3 separate regions of the Sus scrofa genome follow, and regions 1 and 3 are each linked to region 2. The links are chromatin contacts, called in public Hi-C maps. All regions are on one chromosome and are shown on one strand. Each heading gives the region's core, a stretch centred on a gene start, on an enhancer-like site or on the middle of the called end of the contact. The rest is flanking DNA. Distances are from core to core; before and after follow the strand shown.

Evidence for each region. A called contact is a pair of places that touch in the nucleus more often than the background predicts.
Region 1: a Hi-C map of liver shows a contact between it and region 2, with 4 times the contacts expected there. The contact joins two enhancer-like sites. A contact is called at or near these places in 18 of 47 Hi-C or Micro-C datasets (alveolar macrophages, blood, embryonic fibroblasts and 9 more) and 1 of 2 datasets of contacts at active chromatin or transcription factors (alveolar macrophages).
Region 3: a Hi-C map of liver shows a contact between it and region 2, with 5 times the contacts expected there. The contact joins two enhancer-like sites. A contact is called at or near these places in 2 of 47 Hi-C or Micro-C datasets (both in liver) and 1 of 2 datasets of contacts at active chromatin or transcription factors (alveolar macrophages).

Annotation. Positions count from the first base shown.
Region 1 is chr1:167,835,244-167,838,876 of Sscrofa11.1, reverse strand. The region is part of intron 4 of TLE3 (transducin-like enhancer protein 3); the gene reads left to right. Among named protein-coding and RNA genes, the nearest start is that of TLE3, 19 kb to the left of the region's middle. Within about 2 kb of position 1,431, at least 3 of the 83 cell types and tissues checked have an H3K27ac peak or open chromatin away from gene starts, as enhancers often do. A contact at or near this core is called in liver, where this site is marked.
Region 2 is chr1:168,198,636-168,202,029 of Sscrofa11.1, reverse strand. The region is part of intron 1 of LOC110262000 (a long non-coding RNA gene); the gene reads left to right. Among named protein-coding and RNA genes, the nearest start is that of UACA, 250 kb to the left of the region's middle. Within about 2 kb of position 1,774, at least 9 of the 83 cell types and tissues checked have an H3K27ac peak or open chromatin away from gene starts, as enhancers often do. A contact at or near this core is called in liver, where this site is marked.
Region 3 is chr1:167,940,268-167,943,656 of Sscrofa11.1, reverse strand. No RefSeq gene overlaps it. Among named protein-coding and RNA genes, the nearest start is that of TLE3, 86 kb to the right of the region's middle. Within about 2 kb of position 2,121, at least 13 of the 83 cell types and tissues checked have an H3K27ac peak or open chromatin away from gene starts, as enhancers often do. A contact at or near this core is called in liver, where this site is marked.

The DNA.
Region 1 (3,633 bases), core at 182-2,681, 360 kb after region 2:
TCCTCCCTCTCCTTGTTTTTATCTGGCTGAGGTTAAAATGTGTGCATTTTCGAAGAGCTGACAGGGCAGTTTAAAACTAAATACCGGAGAGAATCTGGTGGAAGTGGCTGTCAGATGTGTCTTGAGCAGTCAGTTAAATAATTTCAAAAAAAAAAAAAGTCAAAGACTGGCCAGGTGCTGCAGGCTGGGAGCAAGAGGTTGCCAGGGTGTGGACCGAGAGCCGGTCCCATCTCCCTTCATTCAGTGTCCTGAGTCAAAGGCCCAAGGGATGGGAACAACAGTTAGTGTGAATGCTAGGGCGTTGCTGGAGCAGTGCACTCTGAGAATGTCCCACTGCCCTCTGTGTACAGTAAGATGTTCAGAGGCCCTGCTTTAACAAGGAGGTGATGGTGTGAACAGGAGTTACCTACGGGCGTGGAACAGACTGCTCTTTGGGAAATGACACCAGTCCCCCCCCCGCCCCCCAACTCTTTTGTACTCCGTCATTTACTTGCCTAACAACCACAATGGAGGCAGATGGTCCTCCCAGTGTCCACTCGGGAGCTCAGGATCTCGAGCTTGCAGGGTCTCTGCACACACTTCTCTGTCTGTGGTGAGTAGGTGAGTTCCTTCTGAGGCACAATATTTTTCCACCAGCAAAGCTGCCTTCTTTGAACCACACTTGAAAAGGAACTTTCAAAGGCAGCACCCGGCTCCGCAAACACCTTTTTCCAAAGGAAGCCGTCGTCCCGCCACCCAGCCTCCGCCTCCTCTCTGCTTCTCTTTCCGAGGCTCCGACTCAAAGGCAGTGGTTTTGTGGGACCAGGATGGAGGGAAGGATGAAGGCCCAGCCCAAGAGCCCCAGCTTATCGGTAACAGGGTGGCGGTGCCCTGAATTGCCAAAAAGAGTTTTCTAACCTAGGATCTTGTTCCAGTTGGTGACTTGTGACCCGTCCCGTTGGTTGAAAGTCACACGTCTTGATCCCTTTTTTTCTTTCCTTTCTTGGAACTGATGTTTAGAGCTTGTTTGAGTTGGATCAAATGCTGTTTTAACAGCTGTTCTAATCGGAAATGCTGTCAATTATTAACCCTGACAGTAGTTTTTCTTTCAAAAAGACTTCTCTGAGTTCTCTCAAAATGTCTCAAAATGTCGAAATTTGGCTTCTTTGTAGGAAGTCGCTTCGTGAGGTTGCTTAATTGCCAAGTGTCAGTTTCCCCCTCTGAGAACTGGGGATTTAGAAGACGCGCCTTCCCTATACGGTTCTTGCGAGCTCACACGCCTAAAATGTGTGGAACAGCTTGGGTCAGCGGATGCTCGCCGTTATTATTATCATTGTTGTTGTTAAGAGTGCCTCTGTCCGGCCAACTTTCTGTTTGTAGGAGCTTCCCCTCCCGTTAATCACCACCCTCCAAAAAATAAACATTAAGAGAAAAAGTCGGTTAGTGAACAGTTTTCCTGTTCATTCTTTGACACACCCGCGTGCCCCGAGCCCGTGCTCAGGGCTGGATGGTCTTAGGTAGAGGAGGCCAAGGCTCAATTCCTGCTTCCACATGGTGGGGAGACCAGGAGGGGCATGGTGACCCATGGCAGGTGATGACACAGTCACAGCTGGGAGGGATGGGATTTGCATACTGTCTCCCCCGACCCCCGAAAAAAACCCAGAACCCAGACCCAAGGACAAGGACCAACTGCTCCCTCCCCTTTGCCGGCCCCCAGCTCTGTACAGTCCTGACTCATGGTGTGCCAGAGTCCTTCCCTGCCACGCAGGGAGGTTGCTCTTCATTGAGTCTGAGCCGCAGAAGAGAGCCTGAATGTGGATACCCCAGGCTTCTGGAACATTCCCTATCTGTCCTGTTGGCGCTTGGTTCATGTGTGTGGTGTTGGGAGGTAAAAACTGCTCTCGAAGAGTGGAAAGGTGAGATGAGAGGGGCTTCTATGGAGCGACCCCAGCCATGGTCACCTCATGGCCTGGATACCAGGCCTTGAGCCAGGCAAGGCCACATGAAATCCCAGAAGATCCCTTTTGCTCATAACTAGAGGATGCTGTGCTCTGGACCAGGCCTTGCAGGGAAAGATCCCACCTAGGGGCACCCTGTGGCCACATGGTTGCTAATAAAAGATGTGCCAAGGGAGAAGGTTACTTTTCGTTTTGTTCCTTGGCCTACCAAGATCCTGACACTTGACCTGTTTGCTGGAGGAAGTAGATGACAGTAGGGACTCTTCTGACCACCCACCCCAGAGAGCTGTAGTTGCCGAGCGGCCTAAAGTGACCGGGAAGGTTCAGGGCCTACTGCCTGCTTTCCTGGCTGGGGAAGGGCCAGCAGCCTAAGACCCACTGGGCAGCTTGTGGCTGTTCTGGCTTGACCACTGCCTCACCCCGTTAGCAAAGGACTTGGGCTGCTGCCTACCCTGCCTCCCAGTTGTATGTCAATACTATCCACCACAGCCCTTCCCCCAGATGCCACCCAAACTGAGGCAGGCCCAGGTCCCTGGCCAGGGGATCCTGTAATATGGAGTCTCAGAAAAAGAAATGCAGGGAGGCCAGTGAGATTCTTTTGGCTCAACATTTCCTGAGCACCTACTGTGTGCCAGGCACTGCTCTGCCAGCCATTTGAGGTAAGAGGCCTTGGTGAGCTTCCCTAAGCAGTGAGAATGATTGATTTTGTTTATTTCTCTTTGCTTCTTGTTTTTAATAAAACTTCCATTCTTATTTGGCACATAAACCTGTGACAGTTGAGTGATTATGTTGCTCTGTGCAGGTTTGGACTTACCTGATTGTTTCTAGAACTTTGGCATATACAACCCTAACTCTTATATTTCATCCACTCTTGCCACTCTCTATCAATTGGGGAGAGGAAAAATGAACAGAAGTGAGAAAGGACCCTGTTTTGGAGTATGACTCTTCCCACTTACCTAGATTAATCATTTATGCAATAATTAGTACCTTCCCAGTTTCCTTTACAGTATGAATGGTGGGCAGCAGTGGGCAGAGGCTGGGACGCTGCTACAAACTGCAATGCAAGAATAGCCCCATGCAGCAAAGAATTGTCTGGTCCCAAATGCCAATAGCACTGATGCTGACAAACCACTCTGTACAGGGTCCTTGCTAGAGTTTACCTCGGGTGTGCAAATGTGCCCCCGAGTCCCAAGCATCCCAGCCAGCATAATACACCCCCACACCCACCGAAAGTTTGCACACACGAGGACCGCTGTTGGCACTCAGTGGGCCTGGGAGATGAGGGACAGTCTTTCGCACCGAAGACTTGCTTCACCCCAGATGCCCGCGGGAAACACCAGTCCTGTTCCGGAGGGTCCAGAGTATTGCCAGAGAGAACAGTGATCCCTGACCCCCACCCGAGAGCCCCTCCTGCCGGGAACAGGTGGTCTGTGTTGGAGCCTGCACTGCAGCCAGCAGCCCTGGGCTGCAGGGCTGCAAAAGCCCTTTGGATTCCTAGTCCATGGCCCATCTCTTCACAAACAGGAAGCATCCTCATTGCTGGCTGGGGGCACTTGAGGGGGGTGGGGGTGTTGGCCCCAGGAATTCTCCTGAGGTCCAGGGTCTGTCTGTAAGCCTTCAGACAGCATTGTCTTTAAGTGCACAAGGATTTCTCATCCAGAATCATTTGACATGCAGATGATCACAGATTTTTAAA
Region 2 (3,394 bases), core at 525-3,024:
TAGCTCCACAGTCTTTAATGCTTATTCTATGCTCTGTCTCAGGGATGCATGTGTATGGTCTAATAAATCATGTCTGTTTCACTGGGGAAGGAATAAACGTGACAATGTTTGTACATGCCTGGTGCTGAGCCTGGCATCTAATAGATGCCTGTTAAATCTCATCTTCCTGGTCCTCTCCTGGCTCTGCTCATCCCTTTTCTTCTAGTCCCCCTTGTGAGCACATGTTGTGGCTACGGCAGAGGAGCCAGCAGGCTATGTTTGAGGAAGGCCGGCGGGATAAGCCTGGGCTGGTGTCTCTCACTTCCTGCTCTCTCTCTGCTTCTGGGACAGCTGGCAGTTCAGCACACAGGCAGGTGTGGGTCCAGGGTCCCTGGAGCTGACATACCTCCCTGTTTCCCAAGGCAGGCGAGTAGGAGGGTGTTGTAACCGTCCATTGGAGGCTGTCAGTAGGCCTGGGGTCACAGGGCTCCTCTCACCTGCTCTGGGGAGGTTGTCTGCCTGTGTTTACACACATTTCCTCATGGACACACCAGGGGGTTAGAGATGACGTGGCATGGCCTCTGGCTGAGGGGGAGCTGACAAGAAACAGACCTACCCACTGGGATCCAGTGGGGGACTTCCATTATGTCTCACAACTATTTAGATAACCAAGGCTCTAGGTAGAGTTCACACTTTCCTCTTTCTCTTGGCTTCTCAAGCCCTCAACCAGCTCAACCCCAAGGGGCAGCCATTTATGGTTCCCCACAGACACTCAACCCTGCTGGAACTCTGGGGAAGCGTCAAGAACCAGTTTGACCGCAAAACACAGAAGCAGGTCTGTGAGGCCCTATCTGGGCAGAGTGGTCATGGTAGCTGTCAGATGAGGATCCAAATTAGTCATGGGAGGAACAGGAGCCAGGCTGGGGGGTGGAAGCAAGCCCTGATGGGCTTAGCTCCAGGGCCTGGGATCTAGCCGGGGCAGGAGCAGAAGCTGTGTTGCAATTTCACTGCAAATCAACTGGGCCATCTCTCGTGGGTGGCACTGTGCAGAGCTGCCAACCCTCAGGTTTGGTTCCTAGATATGGAGATGGTATCATACCTCCCAACTGCCTCTGGCGTCGTGCTGAGAGATGAGGCTGGAAGGAAGTTGTAAGATAGACATTCTTGGCCCGGCTGGTGGCTCTGGAGGTGTGGGATGGAGGGGGTCCGGGGGGAGTCAATGTTTGGGCAGGTTGGGAACCATTTTTGGAGGAGCCTTGGGCCAGAGGTCCTGCTCCAGGTCAGAAGGGGCCCCTGGATCTGTTTGCAAGAGCGGAGAGGAATATTTCCCACCACACCCTAATTCCAACCATCTCTGGCCATGACACACAGTAGCTAGCTCCTTTGCCTGAGGCTATCCCCTCATGTCTGGGATACACAGTGCCTGGAAAGGCAGTGAGGTGTGGTAGGAAGAACATCGGCTTTGGAATCCAACCAACTTGAAACAGAATCTCAGCTCTGCCCGGAACACTGGCTGACCTTGGGTAAATTACTTCACCTCTCTGGACCCCGTTTTCCTCATCTCTTAAAAAAAAAAAAAAAAAGTAACAACTTCTAGGCAGGGTGGTTTTGAGAAGTTATAATCATAATGTAGGAAGAGGGATGGTATACAATGGGAACGCCATAAAGGTTACGCACCTTTCTTCCTCCTCTTACAAAACACACAGTCCTTCAGCCACTTCCAGGTTTATCCTCGTAGTCTTGGCAATTGGCTGAAAGGCCTCGCTGGCTGGCTGCCCTGCCTAGATCAGGGATTGACAACCGTTTTCTGTTAAGGGCCAGAGAGTAAATATTTTAGCTCTTGCAGGCCATAGGGTATGGACTCTACTCTTCTCTGCTGTTGTGCAAAACCAGCCATAGATGATATGGAAATGAATGGGTGTGCTTGTGTTCCAATAAAACTTTATTTACAAAAACAGGCAGTGGGCCAGACTTGGCCTCCAGGCTGTAGTTTACCAACCCCTGGCCTATGATCTCAAGTTTAAACATACCTGCTCATCTCTCAAGGGTCTTCTTCAGGCTGGTTTCACTTTGTCCATCCAATCAGTTTTGTAATTGTTCCCTTAAATATTTCCCAATCCATCAAACAGGACTCCTGTTGGTCTTTTGCTCATGAGATGTTTAGTCTTGTTTCCACACCTTTGCTTGTGTACTTTCCCCTGCTTAGAGCCTCATCCCATTTCCTCTCTGCCCTTTTCACATTCGCCTCCAGTTAATCTCCTAGGTTGTTCTGTAAAATAAAGGGCTCAGATCAAGGTCTCTTGATGCAACACTGTATGAACATCCCTCAAGGCCAGGCTCAGGTCCCTGTCCACAGGATTGTCCACATGGATTAGTCCCTTTGCAAGACTCCCATGTCCGTGCCATTGATGCCACCATAGCCCTCCTGTGGACCCCTGGTTTGAGTTGGTGCACCGATTTCAATGATGAACCTTTGAGGCTCAATTCTTAGCTTTTCTGCATCCAATTCACGACAACTTGTGCATTCACACAGCTTGGTATCTTTGGGACTTCCTATATATATGGATCCAGAAGAGTGTCAAGCATTTTTTCTGCAAATACTGCCTCTCTCTCATTCTCTTTATTCTTTCCTTCTAGAGCTCCAGTTAGTTATAGTTTAAACTCTGAACTATATTTTCCTGTCTTTTATCCTATCACCTCTTCCCACCCCCCCTTTATTATTTTGCTCTTCTAATGCAGTTGGGGTAATTTTTTTAAATCTGTCTTCTAATTCATTAATTTTTTTTTTGTCTTTTTAGGGCTGTACCTGCAGCATATGGAGGTTCCCAGGCTAGGGGGCAAATCAGAGCTGTAGCTGTTTGTGTATGCTAAATCAAAGCTGCGTCTGCGACCTACACCATAGCTCATGGCAACACTGGATCCTTAACCCACTAAGCGAGGCCTGGGATTGAACCTGCATCCTCATGGATGCTAGTCAGATTCATTTCTGCTGAGCTACAACAGGAGCTCCCTAATTCATTAATTCTTTATCTGTGTCTGATACATCCATTGAATTTTTAAGTTCAAAGTTATATTTTTTTTATTCCCAGAAGTTCTATTTGAGCCTTTATAAACATCTTTTGAGTCTTTAAGTAGTTCATATACAGTTCTTTTATGGCCTATCTTATTATTCTAATATTTTAAGTCTTTGAAGATCCAAATCAGACATGCTACTAAACGTTTAACACACAGAGCAACCCCCATGGCAAAGAGTTATCTGGTACAAAATGTCAGTAGCTCTGAGGTTGAGAAACCCTGGTTGAAATCTGTTGCTTGTCTCTGCTGACTCTTGCTCATGGTGATTCATTGCTTTGAATGTGGGGTGTTTTGTTTTTTGGTAGTTTGTCTTTGGAGAATCAGAATGAGAACCCTTTAC
Region 3 (3,389 bases), core at 872-3,371, 260 kb after region 2:
TGTCAAGTGGAAAACAGGACAAACAGGATATACAGAGGTGTGGACGCCTCATCTGCAGGACCCTGTTTCCGTGAGAAATCAGTGCTGCTTGGGGCTTCCTGGAGGCTGGCCTTCGGGCTCTGAAGAATGAGCAAGAGTTTGTGGGGTGGAGAAGAGAGAGGAAGCACGTGGAGGCCCAGGCCTGAGCTGACCAGAGGGCCAGGAGCCTCTGGGGGCAGGGAGGGGACTCAGTGCTCCTCACAGGTGACTTTGCAGGTGTGGGGAGGCCCGGAGGGGACATCAAGACACACCCACCTAGGGACATGTGCTCAACCTGTGACCTGGTCTCAGCCTTCCAGGATCTGGTTGGGTGAGAGGAGGTTCACCCCTGGCACATTTCAAGAGCAATGCTTGCCAGCAGGGCTCTAAGTCCTTATGTAGCCTAAGAGGTCTGAGGTCACTTCCCTCCTCAGGTGACTCTGCTGACCCTCAGCAAGCAGACACGCACATAGTTTTGCCCACTGTTTCCAGGGCCTCACAGATATCCCCAACCATTGAGGAACCCTTGCATGATTCACCCCTGCATTTTGCAGAGGAGGAAACTGAGGCAGGGAAGGAAACGTGACTTGTCGGAGGTCCACAAGTCAGGACAGAACTGCTCCTAGACTCCTGGCTTCTGCACAAGAATCTCCCATGAGCACCTTGCTGCTGTCACTTTCCAAATCTGTGTCCCTACCTGGCTTCCATCCTCAGGGTTCTGCCTCATGATGGAGGGGACTAGCAGGCACTTTCCAGCACTCTTGGCAAAAGCCTTCTCCCACCCCGAGACTCCACTCTCAGTGAAACCTTTGCACCCTGGACCCCCATGCACAGCCCTGGTGATTCCCGCATCCTGCAACCCGTCTCTGTGGCAGGTTCAGCTGTCCACCCAGTCACCCAAGCTGTACACGGGTATCCTCCCTCTTCTTCCCCCTGCTCACCCTCCATGACCACCACTGACTCTTACTCCAATCCAGCCCTCTCTCTTTATCACTAACAGTCCAGACCCTTCTCGCCTCCTGCTGGGGCTATTACCATAGCCAGAAAAATATTTCTAAAGCACACAAACATGTCACTTCTCTGCTTAAAATCTTGCAGAGCTACCCTGTGGGCTTCAAAATTAAGTTCAAGCTCTCAGTATGGCTTGCAAAGCCCCCCATGGCCAGCCCCATCTGCCCGGCAGGCCCCCTCTGGCCTCCCGCCCACTCCCATCTCGGTAGCAACCGGGCACAGGCTCCCTCCCAGTTGCCTCTAGACCATTTGTTCTCGTCAATCTTTCTGTCCAGAGGAATAAGATATGCCTGGGTCAGCTGAATACCCTTTGACCTCAAGGTTGCCTGGTGTGCTTGGTTTTTAAATTCAGTTCCCTCTTGGAGTTCCCGTTGTGGCTCAGCAGAAACAAATCTGACTAGCATCCGTGAGCATGCAGGTTCAATCCCTGGCCTTGCTCAGTGGGTTAAGGATCTGCCGTTGCTGTGGCTGTGGTGCAGGCCGGCAGCTATAGCTCTGATTCGACCCCTTGCCTGGGAACCTCCATACGCTGTGGGTGCAGCCCGAAAAAGACAAAAAATAATAATAAACAAATTCAGTTCCCTCTTTACAGAACTGTTCTCCAAGGGCCCAACCCACTTTCCTGCTTCGGGACTTTGGAAAACCCTCCCACACAAGAGAATCATTTGTAAACATCCTTCCGTGGTGGTTTCCTTCCATAGGCTAGCACAACGTTTTTCATGTAGGAATATTTCTGGGGCCTGAAATGAAAGTCAAAGAAAGGGTCCTTATGAGCATCAGTGTCTAGCAGTGTGCAGTGACCCATTGGCTGATGAATAAATAACGTAATCAAGACATTCAGTCCATGAATTCAACAGGAACAAGGGCAGATATTCAAAGTCCCAGACAGTTCAGTTGGAAGAATAATAAAAGCGCAGCTGAGATGGGAGCCTGGTACACCCCCTCCCCCACCCCACCCCCCACCCCTGCCGGGCTGTGCCTGATGGCAGACCTCACAAAAACACAGCCCAAACGAGCCTCATGCCTGGGCTCTCATGACTGGACTTTCAGCTTTCTGGAACAACGCTTCCTGTGTTATGTCTGCAGTTTGTAGGATCTGATAAGAGACGCTTCAAAGTTCAAAAGGGCCCATGCTCTGTAAATGGTTTCAAGGAGAAGCTCTATTTAGGCTGGGGAGGCAATATATGGTCAGAGATGAGACAGCTTTAAAGTCAGACAATCTGAGGGGGAATCCCAGAACCACCTCTGTCGAGCTGGGTGAATTGCTCAACTTCTCCATTCCTGGTGTCCTTGTTGGCATAGTGAGGGTCATAACCTTGGGTGGTAGCAAGGGATTCGCAAATGAGCATATACTGTGTACTCAGTAAATAATACGACGAAACCACCAATGTGAGCAGAACAACTGTATCAATACATGTTGAAAATAATAGGTGGCAGAATGAGATGATCTGGGCTATGAAAGGGTACAGACCAGCCACCTAGAAATGCAGCTCAGGAAGGGAGAACTCAACAGAGGCAAAGCCTACAGGGGATAAATGTCTGGTGCAGTGGCTAAATAATGGACCCCAAAGAGATCAGGTCCTAATCCCTGGAGCCTATAAATGTTGATCTTATTTGGAAAAAGGATCTTTGGAGATATGATTAAATTAACGACTTTGAGACAGGGAGCTTACTCTGGATCCTCAGGATGGGTCTTAAATGCAATCACAGGTATGTTCCTAAGACACAAACAGGGAGAACTGATATGCAAACACAGTGGGGGAAGGTGATATGAAGACAAAACAGATTTAAAGATGCTGGCTTTGAAGACTGGAGTGAAGGGGCCACAAGCCCAGGGATCCTGGTACCCAGCAGAGCTGGAAGAGGCAAGAGCAGATTTTTCTCTAAAGCCTCCAGAGGGAGTGCAGCCCTGCTGACTCCTTAATTTTGGCCCAGTGATGCTAAGTTTGGATTTCTGGCCTCCAGACTGTGAGAGAAAAGATTTCTATTAAGACACAACGTTTGTGGTGATTTGTTAAAGCAGCTCTAAGAAACTAATACAGCTGGAATCACAGATTCTGACATGTTTCACTTGTGAAGGCATATAGACTTCAGAGAGCAGCAGTGACTTCCCAAAGCCATGCAGCTTGTTAGACTCTAGGCCAAGGCCAGACCAACCAAGGTCTCCAGATCTCTGCACTACTGTGCTCCTTTTCCCTTTGCCCAGCTTCCTCCCCTGGGAGGCCTTAGATTCCTGCTCTAGGAGACCCCTGGTTGCCATAGTGATGTTCTCTTCACCTACCGCTGCTCCCAGGTGAGACCAGCTACTACTAAATGCTATCCCTGTGGTCACCACTGTGCCCTGCCTAGATGTCCACCAT